3 separate regions of the Sus scrofa genome follow, and regions 1 and 3 are each linked to region 2. A link is a contact called in public HiChIP or PLAC-seq data. All regions are on one chromosome and are shown on one strand. Each heading gives the region's core, a stretch centred on a gene start, on an enhancer-like site or on the middle of the called end of the contact. The rest is flanking DNA. Distances are from core to core; before and after follow the strand shown. Region 1 overlaps SEPT11 (septin-11). Region 2 overlaps FAM47E (protein FAM47E). Region 3 overlaps SEPT11 (septin-11).

Region 1 (4,477 bases), core at 307-2,806, 650 kb after region 2:
TTAACCCACTGAGCAAGGCCAGGAATCGAACCCGAAACTTCATGGTTCCTAGTTGAATTCGTTAACCACTGAGCCACGATGGGAACTCCCACACTGCTTTCAAGTGGATTATTTCCAGGTTTATAGTTCAAAGTATTTTATCGATAATGCTGAATAATAATCCTGAATAGTCACTATAGGCCAGGCACTTTGCCTGAGCCTTTTATATGTATTATCTCATTTTGTCAAACTTATGAGCAGGTGACATCATTATGCCATCTTCCAAATGAGAAAACAGGCTCAAGAAGGTTAAATACTGGGCCCCAAATTACATAGCTGGTGATAAATGGTACCAGGATTTGAATTGAGTCTTTTTTCTGACCTCAGAGCCATCCAAAGGCGATTGTTATACATTTTTTTTGGTTTTTTTTTTTGTTTGTTTTGTCTTGTTTTGTTTTTATGAATTTATTACATTTATAGTTGTACAATGATCATCAAATCCAATTTCATAGGATTTTCATTCCACAACCTCAGTGCATTCTCCCCACCCTCCGAACTGTCTCCTTTGGAAACCATAAGTTTTTCAAAGTGTGAGTCAGCATCTGTTCTGCAAAGAAGTTCATTCTGTCCTTTTTTCAGATTCCACATGTCGGTGAAAGCATTTGATGTTGGTGTCTCATGGTATGGGTGGCTTCACTTAGAATGGTAATTTCTAGGTCCATCCATGTTGCTAAAAATGCCAGTATTTGTTCCTTTTGATGGCTGAGTAATATTCCATTCTGTTTATGTACCACATCTTCTTGATCCACTCCTCTATACATTTTTTTAAAAATAAAATTTGTGAAGATTCTGAATGGTTGAGCCCTTGAGGTCGATGACTGTGGCTGTTGTGCTTCAGAATCACACACTGGTGGCAGTTCAGCTGCTCTCGAAGTTTCTGAAGGACTTGACACTGGAAACTTTAAAAAATCAAAGCCCCTCCCTTCTGGGGTCCTGCTTTGCTATGCAGGCTTTGCTACCTTCTGCCAAGGTGACAAGCGTGACTTTTTTCTTTCTCAGCCACACCTGCGGCACATGGAAGTTCCCGGGCCAGGGATTGAACTCGAGCCACAGCTATGGCAGTGCCGGATCCTTAACCCACCATGCCACAGCGGGAACTCCAGGAGTGACTTTTAAAGAAATCGTCTCATCCAGCTCTTTCCATCTTGCAGAGAAGGGAGCCAAGACCCAGGAGAGCCAGTGACCTGCTTAAGTCCCTCAGACTCAGAACTGGAGCCAAATCCTCTGACGTTTGCTTATAATACAAACCCAAGGACAGTGGAACCGAGGTGTTCTAGATAGGTAGTTTGCAGGCAGATTCTTCAGTGGCTGCCCGCTGCCCAGTCAGTAATTCCTTTCCAATCTCTGAGCTCTTGTTTGGGACCCTGGTCACTGACTGATTTATGGTGAAAAAAATCTTAACCGTTTTGGAGCTACAGATGGAATGAATCAAGTTTAACTTCGGCCCTCTGTACAGTTGGAGGTTTATGGTGAGTCAGCCTTTGTACAAAATGTGAGCGCTTGTAAAAGTCTTACATAACGCAGCTCGGGTTACTGTGGGTGCCGCTTGTGTGCACCTCCAGCCTGTGGCCTAGAGACTAACTAATGCCTGCAGACAACACAAGCTCTGCCACCACAAAGTGCTTCCTGCGACAGTATCCATTTAGGACATTTTTTTGCTAGTTATGTAGTTTATGTCCCAACAGAGCACTTCCCCATAGCCATTCCCGTGGGGTTTCATGGCAACTTCAGTCCACTTCTGTTGTCATTATTTTATGTTTAAAAAAATTTACTTATTCATTTAAAATCACACTAACTGTATTATATGTTAACACAAATAACAGTTTTAGGAAGCGCAACTTTTTCAAGCCAGTAAATGAGTGAGATGAGATACATTGTTTTACGTTTTTGTAATTCTTGTTCCTGTGGGACCTCATAGAGGATAGCTGGGTCTTTTTTTTTTTTTGCTTTTTTTTAGGGCTACTGCTGCAGCAACGTCAAATCCGAGTCATGTCTTAGACCTACACCACAGCTCACAGCAATGCCGAATCCTTAACCTACTGAGTGAGGCCAGGGATCGAACCTGCAACCTCATGGTTCCTAGTTGGATTCGTTTCTGCTGTACCACGACGGGAACTCCTGACAGCTGGGTCTTCAGAGCCGCTTTTTGTTTACTCCCATGCAGTATGTCATTGTGGTTGAAGTACATGAGAAGTTCCAGCCTCACAGATAATGGGGTTGGAAAAGGAGGAACTCGTATACCCCCAAAAGTTCCCTGGAAAGGCCCCAGGGAACCTCTGACCACACTTGAGAATGACTCCTTTCTTTCTTTTGTCTTTTTAGGGCCACACTCACAGCATATGGAGGTTCCCAGGCTAGGGGTCTAGTCGGAGCTCAGCTGCCGGCCTACACCACGGCCACATCAAAGCCAGATCCTAGCCGAGACTATGACATGCACCACAGCTCACAGCAATGTCGGATCCTTAAGCCCCTGAGTGAAGCCGGGGATCGAACCTATGTCCTCATGGATGCTAATCAGATTCGAGAACGACTCCTTTCAAGTAACTCTTCCAGCTCTGAATCCTCATTCATGCCCCTCTAGGGATGAGCACTGGGTGTCCTGATAGAGAAGGAGGGGGGCGCTTTTATTTTGAAGTTAAGACTCTTGGTGTGTGGTGTATAAGGGAACATTTAAAAATTAAAAAAAAAAAAAAAGAAAGAAAACAAGAAAATGATTCATTGCCAATTCAGGATAGCATTTGTCTCTGGTGGTGGCGGGAGGGAGAGCTGTGCCATCATTTGGGGGACACCGGGGCCTCAGCGCTCTTGCTGGTGTTGTGTTTCTTGAACTGGGTGTTGTATATGCATGTTCATCCTATTCTCTTTATATGATAAGGATGCTGTAGACACGTACATTTAAGGAGAGCTCTGGTTTCTAGCACTTGCGGAAACAGCGAATCTGTTCTTGGCCTCATCCAGCCGTTTCCGCTGCTTTGGCTTGGAGCTCTTGAGTCTCTCCCGTCTAAAAAAACACCTGTTTGGTTCCATGAGTTACGACTACATCCATCACAGTTATTTTTCACTTCCTGTGCACGTGTTAACATCAGATCTGAGGCTTGTAATTCCCTTATTGTTGTAAAGAGTAAAGAAAATCGGAGCCTCTCAAGCTCTGGTGTGGGCAGAGAATCCCCAGAGCCCTTGGGGTGGGAATGGCCTGGTGACAGCGGCCACCACCACTCTGAGCCTGCTATGTCACATAGCTCCTGGCCCACAAGGGCTGGTTGGTTGTTTTCTTCTGCTAGATAATAGGCTGGCTTTGTGGTCCCAGCAGCTAAAGTTGTGCCTCTTGGACAGGCTAACGTACTGTTTGACTTGCCTTTGGATCCATTCCTCTGTCTGCTGTGTCTTCCTGCTTGGCCTCCTCTTTTATACTTCTGTTTTGATGACTGGATACTTCTAGCAAGGTTTTACTTGAAGCCTAAGAGCTGCTCTGATGTAGGTGCTGGCATCGTCACTTCTCTTCCCCACTGTGAGTGATAAAAGCCCGTAATTTAAGGGTTCATGTACCCTTCCTGAGCAATGCCTCTCCCTCACCTGTGTTATAGAAGAGGCAGCCGAAGCCCAGAAAAATGGTAGTTGCTGTCATTTCAAGCAGGCCCTACGTGGCATATGGCTGCAAGCCCTGGAGGATTCTTAGCCATGGAATATAATGGCTAAAGTAGCTTTCTATGCGTGTGTGCTTATTTGTTTAAAAGGTCAGTAAGTCCAGCTTCACAATATAATATGGAATGAGGTGGAGAGAAGAGTGTCGTATTCCAAAGAAAGCAGATTTGGTGGGAGAGAAATTTCGACCATAGGAAAAAGCTCAGGAGGAAGCAGCAACTGCCTGTTTTTATAGGAGGGGATAAAATGGTATTAAATAATATGTGGCTTTAAGGGAGTTCCCACCGTGGCTCAGCGGAAATGAACCCGACTAGTATTCATGAGGATGCTAGATCAATCCCTGGCCTCGCTCAGTGGGTTAAGGATCCAGTGTTGCCCTGAGCTGCTGTGTAGGTCGCAGATGCCACTTGGATCTGGCGTTGCTGTGGCTGTGGTGCAGGCCGACAGCTGTAGCTCTGATTCAACCCCTAGTCTAGAAACTTCAACGTGCCATGGATGTGGCCCTAAAAAGCAAAAGAAAAAAAGAGAGTAACTTTATTCAAGTTTAATTTTAGAATGCTTTGCCGTTTGTTGCACTGACAGAAATATTGCCTACATAGATGGCCTCTGACCGTGGTTTCCATGGGTCTGAGTAAACTGTTAGTGATTACCTCATGGATTGTTAGGAAATCAACAAACAGGTATTTGATGTTGATGCCACAGTGGCTGATGGTTTGAACATACGTTCCTCCTTGTGAGCTGTTGACAAGTGCATGTGCAGGAATGCGGGTGCCATGAAAGTGCCTTTAGAATGCGA
Region 2 (5,137 bases), core at 668-3,167:
TTCTTACAGTACAACTGCCTCCTCCTATTGAAGTCAGTCTCTGGAGTAACACAGAGACTCTGGAAAGTCTTATAACTTGCTTAGTACATTCAGCAATGAGGAAGCCAAGTCATTTTATGAAGAATGTGTAAAAGCAAGCCTTGAAATCTCCTGGGTTCACAGCAGACACCGGGTCTCTAAAGATGGAGCAACCAACATTGTACCCTTCTTTTTTTTTCTTTTTACTTTTTAGGGCTGCATGTGTGGCATATGGAAGTTCCCAGGCCAGGGGTTGAATCGGAGCTGCAGCTGCCGGCCTACACCACAGCCACAGCAACGCAGGATCCAAGCCCCGTCTGCGACCTACACCACAGCTCACGGCAACGCCAGATCCCTAACCCACTAAGCAAGGCTAGGGATCGAACCTGCAACCTTATGGTTCCTAGTCAGATTCCTTAACCAGTGAGCCACGACGGGAATTCCAAGGATCAAGTCTCTTTTTAACCATACTCTTGGGAGTTAAGACCTAAAAGTTGTACATTCGTGAGTAGGAAACACTTCTGTTCTTCTTCTCCTACTCTCCACTCTGGTCCGCAACAACATTAGAGGGTTTTCCCCACACCAAGCAATTCTCAGATTCCCCAGACACCAGCTGGGTGTCCTATAATTTAACTCAATTCGGACACTGGAAACAGCATCAGATCCCACAGGTTAAGGGGTCATTCCCGCAAGACTGCCCCTGACACAGATGCCAGTCCCAAGCCCAGGGTGTCCCCTGGGCTTCTGGTCGACTGGCTATAAATCACAGGCTCCCACGACCCCCCTCTTTGGATTTGATGATCTGCTAGAAGAGCTCACAGAACTCAGGACAATAGTTTCATTACAACCTAGTAAGATTACCAGTTTATTATACAGATACGCTCAGGAACAGCCAGATGGAAGAGATGCATAGGACAAGTGGTGGGGAGCTTCTCCGAGCTTCCTTGCCCTCTCCAGGTACCATGACATGTTCACCAGCCTGGAAGCTCTCCAAGCCCCCTGCTTGGGGTTAGTATGAAGGCCTCATGACATAAGCATGGTTGATTATGTCATTGGCCATTGGTGACTGACTCAACCTCCAGTTCCTCTCCCCTCTCTGGAGGTTGGCGGGGGGGCTGAAAGTCCCACCCTCTAATCACAAGGTTGGTTCCTCCAGCAACCAGCCCCCATCTTATGGCTATCTAGGAGCTTTCCAATAGTCACCTCATAAACTGGTGTGGTTGAAGAGGGCCTGTTATGAATTAGAAAAGACTCACCTTTGTGGCTCTTATTACTTAGGAAATTCCAAGGATTTTAGGATCTCTGTGCCAGGAATGGGAAGAAGACCAAATATGTATTTCTTGTTGTAAATCCTATCACAATTGTTAATCTCATGTAGATTGGATTCCAGACATTCTAGATCATTAATTGTCTAATTGATAAAATGTGTTGCTTATCCTTGATACAAAGGTAAGAAGCAAAATAAGAAAAGGAGAGAAAGTTGGGTATCTTTTGAAAGCCTTTACATTCATCCACTTCTCAACGTTATTTACACACATTCCCAAATGAGAAGGAAGTGGTTTAAAATGAGGTACTTGATAGCTGGCTAAGTGATTTAAATTAGGTCAAGTATGAAATCAAGCTTCTGACAGCCGACCGGTTTCTAAAGTGTGGACCCTCTTTTAGGAGGAGTTACTTGCAGACCTTCGTGGAACGGTTGCCTTTAAGGATTTCATTCTGAGCAGAGGCTACAGGATGCCGAGGGTGAGTGAAGGGTCATTTTAGAAAGACCTGCTGGGAGGCTCACGGTTGGAGACGGGAGGGAAGCGGTGAGCACCCTGGCAAAGTCAAAATCCTTCCCTTACAGCGCAGGACTCAGCGCAGGGGGGCTGTTTCCTCTTTTTACTCCGCCTCTTTGGTTTCTGGGCCGTCTCCCTGCGGACTCAACTCCCTTGGGTTTGGCTTTAATAGGACCAAAGTGAAAGGGATCTTTGTGCAGGCTGTGAACTTGCTCCTGAAACGCCGAATGCTCAGGGAGCATGGTCTCCTTCACGTCCTCATGTCAAGACGAGGGGGTGTGTGTTGGGGGGGTGGTCAGAGGAAGTGGAGCTGGGAGTCCCAGTCCTGTCGCTGCGCTCTATGAGTGTCTGTGGACACAGACAAGGGCAGAGGTCCTCTTCTCAGGTGCCCCCCCCCCCATTTCGTCTTTTCCCCTCCCTTAGCTGGTGGAGCTGGGCCCTGCTGCCTCCCCCTCGGCCCCCCCCCGAAGGGGGGAGCGGGGCGGGTTTCTTCGGAAAACCACAGAGACCAACCGGGCGGGGGAGGCTGGCAGCCTGGGTTCTGCCCCAGACCAGCCCCGTCACCACTGCCGGAAGCTGACTAGGCGTGGGGCCCAGGTCATGGCTGAGAAGTTCTGCTTCTGTCCAGCGTCCTCGGCGTGCACGTCCCACGGAGTCCTCGGGAGGTCATGCAGCCGAGATGGTGGAGGTTCCTGGAACTAGGATCCTGGATGTCTTTTTTTCCAGAAGTGGTAGCCGGACCGTAGCTTAGACTTACTGGCAAATAGATACAGGGACCAAGCTCAGACACAGACTGTTTTCACAGTTAAACCAGGGAATATGAGGGGGCAGGTCCGGAGAGTGAAGCAGATGGGGCTGAAAGACTCCATGGCAGAACTGGGATGAAATCTCTCTTTAGCTTTGCGCATTAACAATAGGCCAATTAGATAGAGTTGATATACACATTTACGTACTTATAAAAACTGCCTCATCTGCATGTAAGTGCTACATTATATATTTTTGTATATTTATATATAATATATAAATATGCATAGATATTTTATATGCTTACATAATTGTGTATTATATAATTATATAATACACAATTACACTCAAGCATAATTCTTGCCAAGGAGATACATATATATATATATATACACACACACACATATATATCCTATTTGCTCTTGAGATTATAATGACTCAGTTTTTTCTTAATATTTTTAGTGGTAAAAGAGTTTTGTTTTGTTTTTTTTCATTCTTATTTGTCCTCTGTTGGTTTAATCCACTCTGTTGACAAACATTTAGGTCAGTTTTGGTCAAAAGGAAGCATGCCTGATGCTGAGCTGGGCTGGACTTGGCCCCGGAACCAGGGAGCATTACATCTAGGTATTTCTGATGGTGTGCAGCTACCTTCCAAAGTCCTGTGTCCTCCTTCCCCCCCGTCTAGCACAGTCTAGTCATCAATATCAGATTTGGAGTATTGTAAGGATATAAGTCAGAGTGTGAGAGTGTGAATTTGGGTATGGTCATTGTGAGTACAATTTCTGGTTGCCAATTTAGCTTCCAAGATCAGATTGGATTGGGCACATTCAGGATGGTGCAGCTGCCTTGTTTGCCAATTTAAAAGAGTTTCATCTTTTTTTTTTCAGTTCCTGGAGAAGATATATATGAGGAAGGAATATAAATGTGAATGTAACAAGACTCCCGTAAAATAACTCCAGCTTAGAAGAATTCGGGAAGATGACTAGACAGATTCCATTTATTACGTACTTGGCTATTTCTATCATTAAAAATTAAACAAAATTCCCGCATTGCTGTGGCTCTGGCGTAGGCCAGGGGCTGCAGCTCTGATTCGACCCCTAGCCTGGGAACCTCCATATGCCACGGGAGCGGCCCAAAGAAATAGCAAAAAAGAAAAAAAAAATTAAACAAAATTTATGATGAATGTCTCACCATAAATATCCAACTTTGACTTGGCAACATCCATAAAATTTATAGCTAATACTTACAAGCATTTCAGAATGGTCTTCTGCTCCAGTTAATATTTTACATGTCTCATCAACTATGAGATCAAGATTCATATTTGGTATTCTAACATTTTCATAGCATCGTCGATATTTCAACTATTTATATAAATAAATACAACCATTAAAAAAGCAGAATTACTCTATTGCATTTTCCCTAGTTTTAAGTGAATTACCTCCTTTACTCTTTCTTTAGAATATAATTTTCTCTTATTTTGAATTAAGCTTAGAGGTTCCCCCCCTTTTAGTATGTTAGTCTTGATAATAAATATGTACCTATAATGTAGTCATGGGTCATAAAATTTAATGGAAACTCGAAGTGACATATTTTTAAAATTAAATTTAAAAAATTATTTTATTAAAAATGTTAATGCCCAAGTTAGGAAAATTAGAAAACATAGACTAACAAAAAAATGTAGAAGATACAGAGTCAGTTACACAGAGTCAATAATAACTGCTCTTCACTCTTTGGAATGCATCCTTCTAGATCTTTCTTTGAACTACACTGGATAATTTAATCAAAAGGAATGTATTAAAAGGATATTGGCTCCCAAAGCAGTTTTTTTGTTTGTTTGTTTGTTTATTTTTTGTCTTTTTGCCTTTTCTAGGGCCGCTCCTGCGGCATATGGAGGTTCCCAGGCTAGGGGTCCAATCGAAGCTGTAGCCACTGCCCTACACCAGAGCCACAGCAACACGGGATCCGAGCTGTGTCTGCAACCTATACCACAGCTCACGGCTATGCCGGATCCTTAATCCACTGAGCAAGGCCAGGGATCAAACCCTCAACCTCATGGTTCCTAGTCAGATTCATTAACCACTGAGCCACAATGGGAACTCCAGGCTCCCAAAGTTTTATCAGTTGCTATATTTGTCTTCAAAAACAAAACTCTGGGTGATGGATGACCTTTCACCCTCTGGGTCTATCATGATGCTATTTCAATAACCTGTAGGCTGTAGATGAGTCTTAACGTTCTGGGTCTGGACACATTTGGGTGATGGAGTACATGACAGAAGCAGCGAACCACAGTGTCAGCCCATTAATGTGAAGTTAGTTTCAGTGTTGAGTGGGATAACATAGTGGTGAATAAGCATTCTGGAAGCCTGTGAATGTTGGTGTGGGCGGGAAGTTTTGTTAAGCAGGAAAGCAAATTCAAATCCAAAACACGTTGCTCTTCTAGTAAGGGCACTTTTCTCATATGCCCTTGAGGTCTCAGCTTGCCTTACATGCCCACATGGTAGCCCACAGAAACCACGGAGGGAGAAATGCCCAGAGCCCAGAGGAGGAGACCGCCAGCACTACCAGGCAAGCAGGGGCAGGGTTTTGGCATTCAGTCC
Region 3 (4,555 bases), core at 422-2,921, 690 kb after region 2:
AGAGCGAAGAAAGCATTTTTATGAAAGATAAAGATTTTTGGAAGAAATCGTCATTCATTTCCAGCCAGCGCAGGATCTTAATATTGATGCCGTGGTGCCAGCACTGTGAGGCCTTTGTGGATTGTCTCCATCTTCCTGTAGGCTGCTTGGAGCTGGGTGGCCCGCTGGGCGCAGAATGGCCACATTGAGTCTGAATAATGATGGTGGTTTGAGTGCAGCCTACTGAGGAATTCAGGTCACTCTCTATCCAGAGAGGGCTTGGTAAGCGAATTAGATAATGCGTACAACAAACTTCTGTGTCGCTGTGGCAGAAAGACATCTTTAACCTGCTTAAGAAAGAAAATATCTTTTCAGAATTCTGGTCTAGTAGTTTGAGGAGAGAAGCCATTAGCTGTGAGTCAGTCTTGTGTAGTCATTCACTAAAGCTGCCTTACATAAACTCACAGATGATCTTATGATAAGATAATATGGTGAGGCTTTATTTGTATAAAAACATACGTACTCAGTGTATAAAGTCAAGCAAGTTTGACTTTTTTCCTCTGAAGTTGCTGTATGCCCTTATTTGAGGAAAGCTGCTAATCCTTAAAACTTCCTGGTACACACCCATATGTTAATCTCAAGATCACCCATCCTATCTCATGGTTATTTTAAATATATTTTAAGTATCTCCATTCATTCTTAAAAGAAGTTTGAGAGAGTTACAATGAAATTGTCCCTTGCTCAAAGATAATTCCAGAAGGAGGCTTCCAGAGACATTTTTGTTCAGTGACCACTTAAGGGGACTAAGACATCAGATCATTGAGTTACATTATGTTTGCTTAGGGCTCAGAAATTTCATTAGTACAGGTTTGTTTGTTTGTTTTCATTTTCCTCAAAACATGTGTATGTGTGTGTTTTGTAAAGAGGAATTTGAAGTATTTTTATCCAGAGCTGTGTATTAGCTAGATAAAATTTTAACTGTTTTTGATATAAATATATGGGTACACAGTAATGACAGAGAAATATTTAAGTCATGCTCTAGCTAAGCACTGAACTGTATTTTATCTATAGAACAATTTCAGTGCTCTTCCATACACATTGGCCTGTAGTAACAGGAGCAATTGTTAGCCAGAGTAAGAAGGATTTTATTTTGCATCTGTCAAAATGGACTGTCTGTACATTGTGTTGGAGCGGGGGACAGCTAAGCTCAGCCCCTGCAGCTGAGCAGTTGATCTTAATTTATGACCCCGATGCCTGCCTGAAGGCTGTTTCTAATGCCCAGTGAAACAGATGAAGACAGAGCCCGGTGACAAGCAGAAGAGCCCCAGTGCATTGTGGGAGCCAGGGAGGGAGCCAGGGCTCCCGGTCCTTGCACAGTCAGGTCTGCATCTCTGACCTGCGCCTGTTTCTCCCTGGGGTCGTGCACTCCCTGATGGGAAGACAGCGGCCTGACCTTCCCAGGCTGCCTTCCTGCAGGAGTGAGAACTGCCCTCTGGCATTTTGCTGCTGAGATCCCACGAGCTGTCCCAGCACAGAGTCGTGGCCTCAGCACTGCCGCAGCAATTTTACTTCTCCCCTAAACGGGGACTTTCCTGCAGTCTGGTAGGTTTTCACTCGCCAGCCCGGAACAGCAGGTGGCCAGTGCGGTGTGGAGCCACATATATGCAGCTGGAGGCTTCTTTAAGAAATTATCTGACTCATTCAGGGCAAATAATAGTTTCCAAGGAAACTTAGAAGAGAGGAAGTGTGATATTAACCTAACCTAGATACCAAATTTTTTTTTTTCTCCTGAAATTTCTTGACAGCTGTTGCATAACTTCTGTAAGTGGCATTTCGTACCCTGTGCCCCAGAAGGACTGGTGACACGGTTGACTATTAACCCACATGACCACTGCTAAAAAAAGTCATTACTCAGACAGGGTCTGCTTCCATCAAAAATTGGAAGGGAGATCTGCATTTTTGTATCAATATGTAAACATAAGGGAAGGATGCTGTTTCTCTAAACCCATGATTATTTTTACTACTTTGGGGATTAGGCAAGCTTTTCTGCCATCGATGCAAGACTTCAAGAATGTCCCAGTTTGTTTATGTAGGCTTCAGACATGTCAGCATTCCTGCATCATTATCTGCCTGGGACCAGGCTAGCTAGATGGAGGCAGGAAGAGCGATCTGGTGAGGTCTCCTGTTTTGCTTAAGAGCACCATTAACTCTTTGTGGTCTAAGGGCCTCCTTGTTTTGATGTCTGTACTCTTCTGTGAGGAAGGAAAGAGATCTGGGCCAAAAGAGGAACCAAGTTTTGCCCCAGTGCTTGAAAGAGAATTCATGTGCCCCACATTTGGGAGACAGGGCATCAGTGGCATTATTACAAAATATAAGATAATCAGCCCTGAAAAGCATGGATGATTGAAATCCACTGAGAGAATCCTCAGACTCACCAAGTCTTCATCAGAGTTGTAAAATGGTAATGGAGTGGACTGTTTGCTCTTTATTTTTTTTCAATTTTTATTTTATTTTTTAATTTTTTGCTATAGTTGATTTACAATGTTCTATTTCTGCTGTACAGAAAAGTGGCCCAGTCATCCATATATGTATATGTATATACACACATTCTTTTTTTTTCTTTTTTTTTTTTTTTTTTTTTTTTTTTTTTTTGCTTTTTAGGGCTGCATTTGCAGCGTATGGCAGTTCCCAGGCTAGGGGTCAGATCAGTGCTGCAGCTGCCGGTCTACACCACAGCCATGGCAATGCCAGATCCAAGCCGCATCTGCAACTTACACCGCAGCTCATGGCAAGGCCAGATCCTTAACCCACTGAGTGGGGCCAGGGATTGAACCCTCATCCTCATGGATACTAATCAAGGTTGTCACCACTGAGCCACAATGGGAACTCCCAATTTTTTGTAGTTTTTATGGTGGGAGATTCATGGGGGCAAGAAAAAGTGGTGGGTAAAAGGAATATCCTCATGCCTTAAAAGGAGATTGTGTGAAAATGTAAGGACTAGATCTGATTGGCACCCCACCCCCACCCCCTTCCTCTGCTTGATGGGGCTACAATCCAGAGAAGTTGGAATTGGGCAAACAGAATAGAGATAGGTATCCTTGCTGTAAGAATGGAAACCAGCAAAGGGCAAAATGGGAATGACGATCCCTTATCTTTATGACTTTGAATGTAGCTGACAAGCAGACAGGAGTAGGAGAGAAGGCAGAGAGTTGTGTTTAAAGGATGTGAAGGGAAGGACAGAGCCACTGGGCTGACTCCTCATTCATCACGAAGAAACTATTTCATCAACATGATTAAATCTTGAACACAGGGAATAATGATTTTGGTAAATAGTTCTCCTGTAAGACATCGATTTGTTTATAGTGACACAGGGGGTAAATGGATGAGATTTCTTGCTCGAAGTGTGGGAGGCAGCGAGGGGGTCTCCGGGTGGACCCCAGGGTTCTGAACCGGCCAGTGGTATAGATGGAGGCGCCATTTGCGGAGCTGAGGAGTGTGGGTGAGTGTAGGTTTGGGGACAAGAGGCAGAGTTTGATTTTGCACACATTTAGTTAGAAGAGCAAATGCTAGTATCTGGTAAGCATTTGGGTGAATTGGTCTGAAACTTGGGTGGAAGATCTGTTTAAGTGCAGTGTAGGAATAAATGTGATTTTTCCAAGGAAACGACATACAGGGAAAAGAAAGCGATTGAAAAGATTGGTCAGAAGTTCCCTGGTGGCTCAGCAGGTTAAGGATCTGGCGTTGTCCCCGCTCGGTGTGGGTTCTATCCCTAGCCAGGGAACTTCCTTGTTTTGTGGGCGTGGCCAAAACAACAAAAAGAAAGGGGCCAGAACTCCTTAACAGGGGAAGGCAGAAGGAAGCCCGAGGTGTAAGAGAACAAAAGATGTCTGGCTATTCTGACTGCAGGACAGGAAGCTTTCCTCACCAGGAAAGGACAGATGATATGCATCCTGAAATCTTGGAGGGTTGGAATCCAAACCAAAGGCAAAAAGAAAATTCACAGAAAGAAGAAAGTACTTGGACCTCCGTTGGGGGAGGTGCTGAAATGCTGGGGAGACAGGAGGGAGCAACCGCTTGTCAGCTGCTGTTCCTCCCTTGGGGCTAAGAGGGTGTGTGTGTGTGTGTGTGTAGGGGGGGGACCCTGACTCCCCCTGACACAAGCCTCAGGGTCGGAGCCTGGAAAGTCAGGCCCTGCACTCACAGGGCATGGGTGGCGCCAGAGTGGCCTGGTCCCCTGCCCTGCAGGCTGTGAGCTCATTGCACAACAGTTACCATGGAAGCAGGTCACTGTGAAGTTCCTCCCCCCCCAATCTTTTCAAAAGTCAGGCTTGTTTTTCTCTTGCTATTTATCATAATACTGTGAAATAGTTATACCTCATGCTTATATGGCAGTTCTTTATATATATTAGCTCACTTGCTTCTCACATGAGCTCTCTGATATAGGTACTATTTTTGTCCTTGATGTTACCTATGAGGAAATTGAGACACAGAGAGGTTTAGTAACTTGTCCAAAGTCACACAGCTAGTAAATTTGGAATTGGAGTTTGGGCTTAGGCGTTCTGGCTTGAGTCTATGC

The links. HiChIP or PLAC-seq counts read pairs in DNA pulled down with a chosen protein or histone mark.
Region 1: a contact with region 2 is called in an H3K27ac HiChIP or PLAC-seq map of alveolar macrophages. The contact joins two enhancer-like sites. A contact is called at or near these places in 2 of 2 datasets of contacts at active chromatin or transcription factors (alveolar macrophages and skeletal muscle).
Region 3: a contact with region 2 is called in an H3K27ac HiChIP or PLAC-seq map of alveolar macrophages. The contact joins two enhancer-like sites. A contact is called at or near these places in 2 of 2 datasets of contacts at active chromatin or transcription factors (alveolar macrophages and skeletal muscle).

What each region holds. Positions count from the first base shown.
Region 1 is chr8:72,614,030-72,618,506 of Sscrofa11.1, forward strand. The region is part of intron 2 of SEPT11 (septin-11); the gene reads left to right. Among named protein-coding and RNA genes, the nearest start is that of SEPT11, 73 kb to the left of the region's middle. Within about 2 kb of position 1,557, at least 14 of the 83 cell types and tissues checked have an H3K27ac peak or open chromatin away from gene starts, as enhancers often do. A contact at or near this core is called in alveolar macrophages, where this site is marked.
Region 2 is chr8:71,961,449-71,966,585 of Sscrofa11.1, forward strand. It overlaps FAM47E (protein FAM47E), which reads left to right. Exons shown (of 8, transcript XM_013978791.2): 7 at 1,684-1,761; 8 at 3,428-4,395. The coding sequence ends at 3,493. Among named protein-coding and RNA genes, the nearest start is that of STBD1, 19 kb to the right of the region's middle. Within about 2 kb of position 1,918, at least 26 of the 83 cell types and tissues checked have an H3K27ac peak or open chromatin away from gene starts, as enhancers often do. A contact at or near this core is called in alveolar macrophages, where this site is marked.
Region 3 is chr8:72,648,925-72,653,479 of Sscrofa11.1, forward strand. The region is part of intron 4 of SEPT11 (septin-11); the gene reads left to right. Among named protein-coding and RNA genes, the nearest start is that of CCNI, 68 kb to the right of the region's middle. Within about 2 kb of position 1,672, at least 52 of the 83 cell types and tissues checked have an H3K27ac peak or open chromatin away from gene starts, as enhancers often do. A contact at or near this core is called in alveolar macrophages, where this site is marked.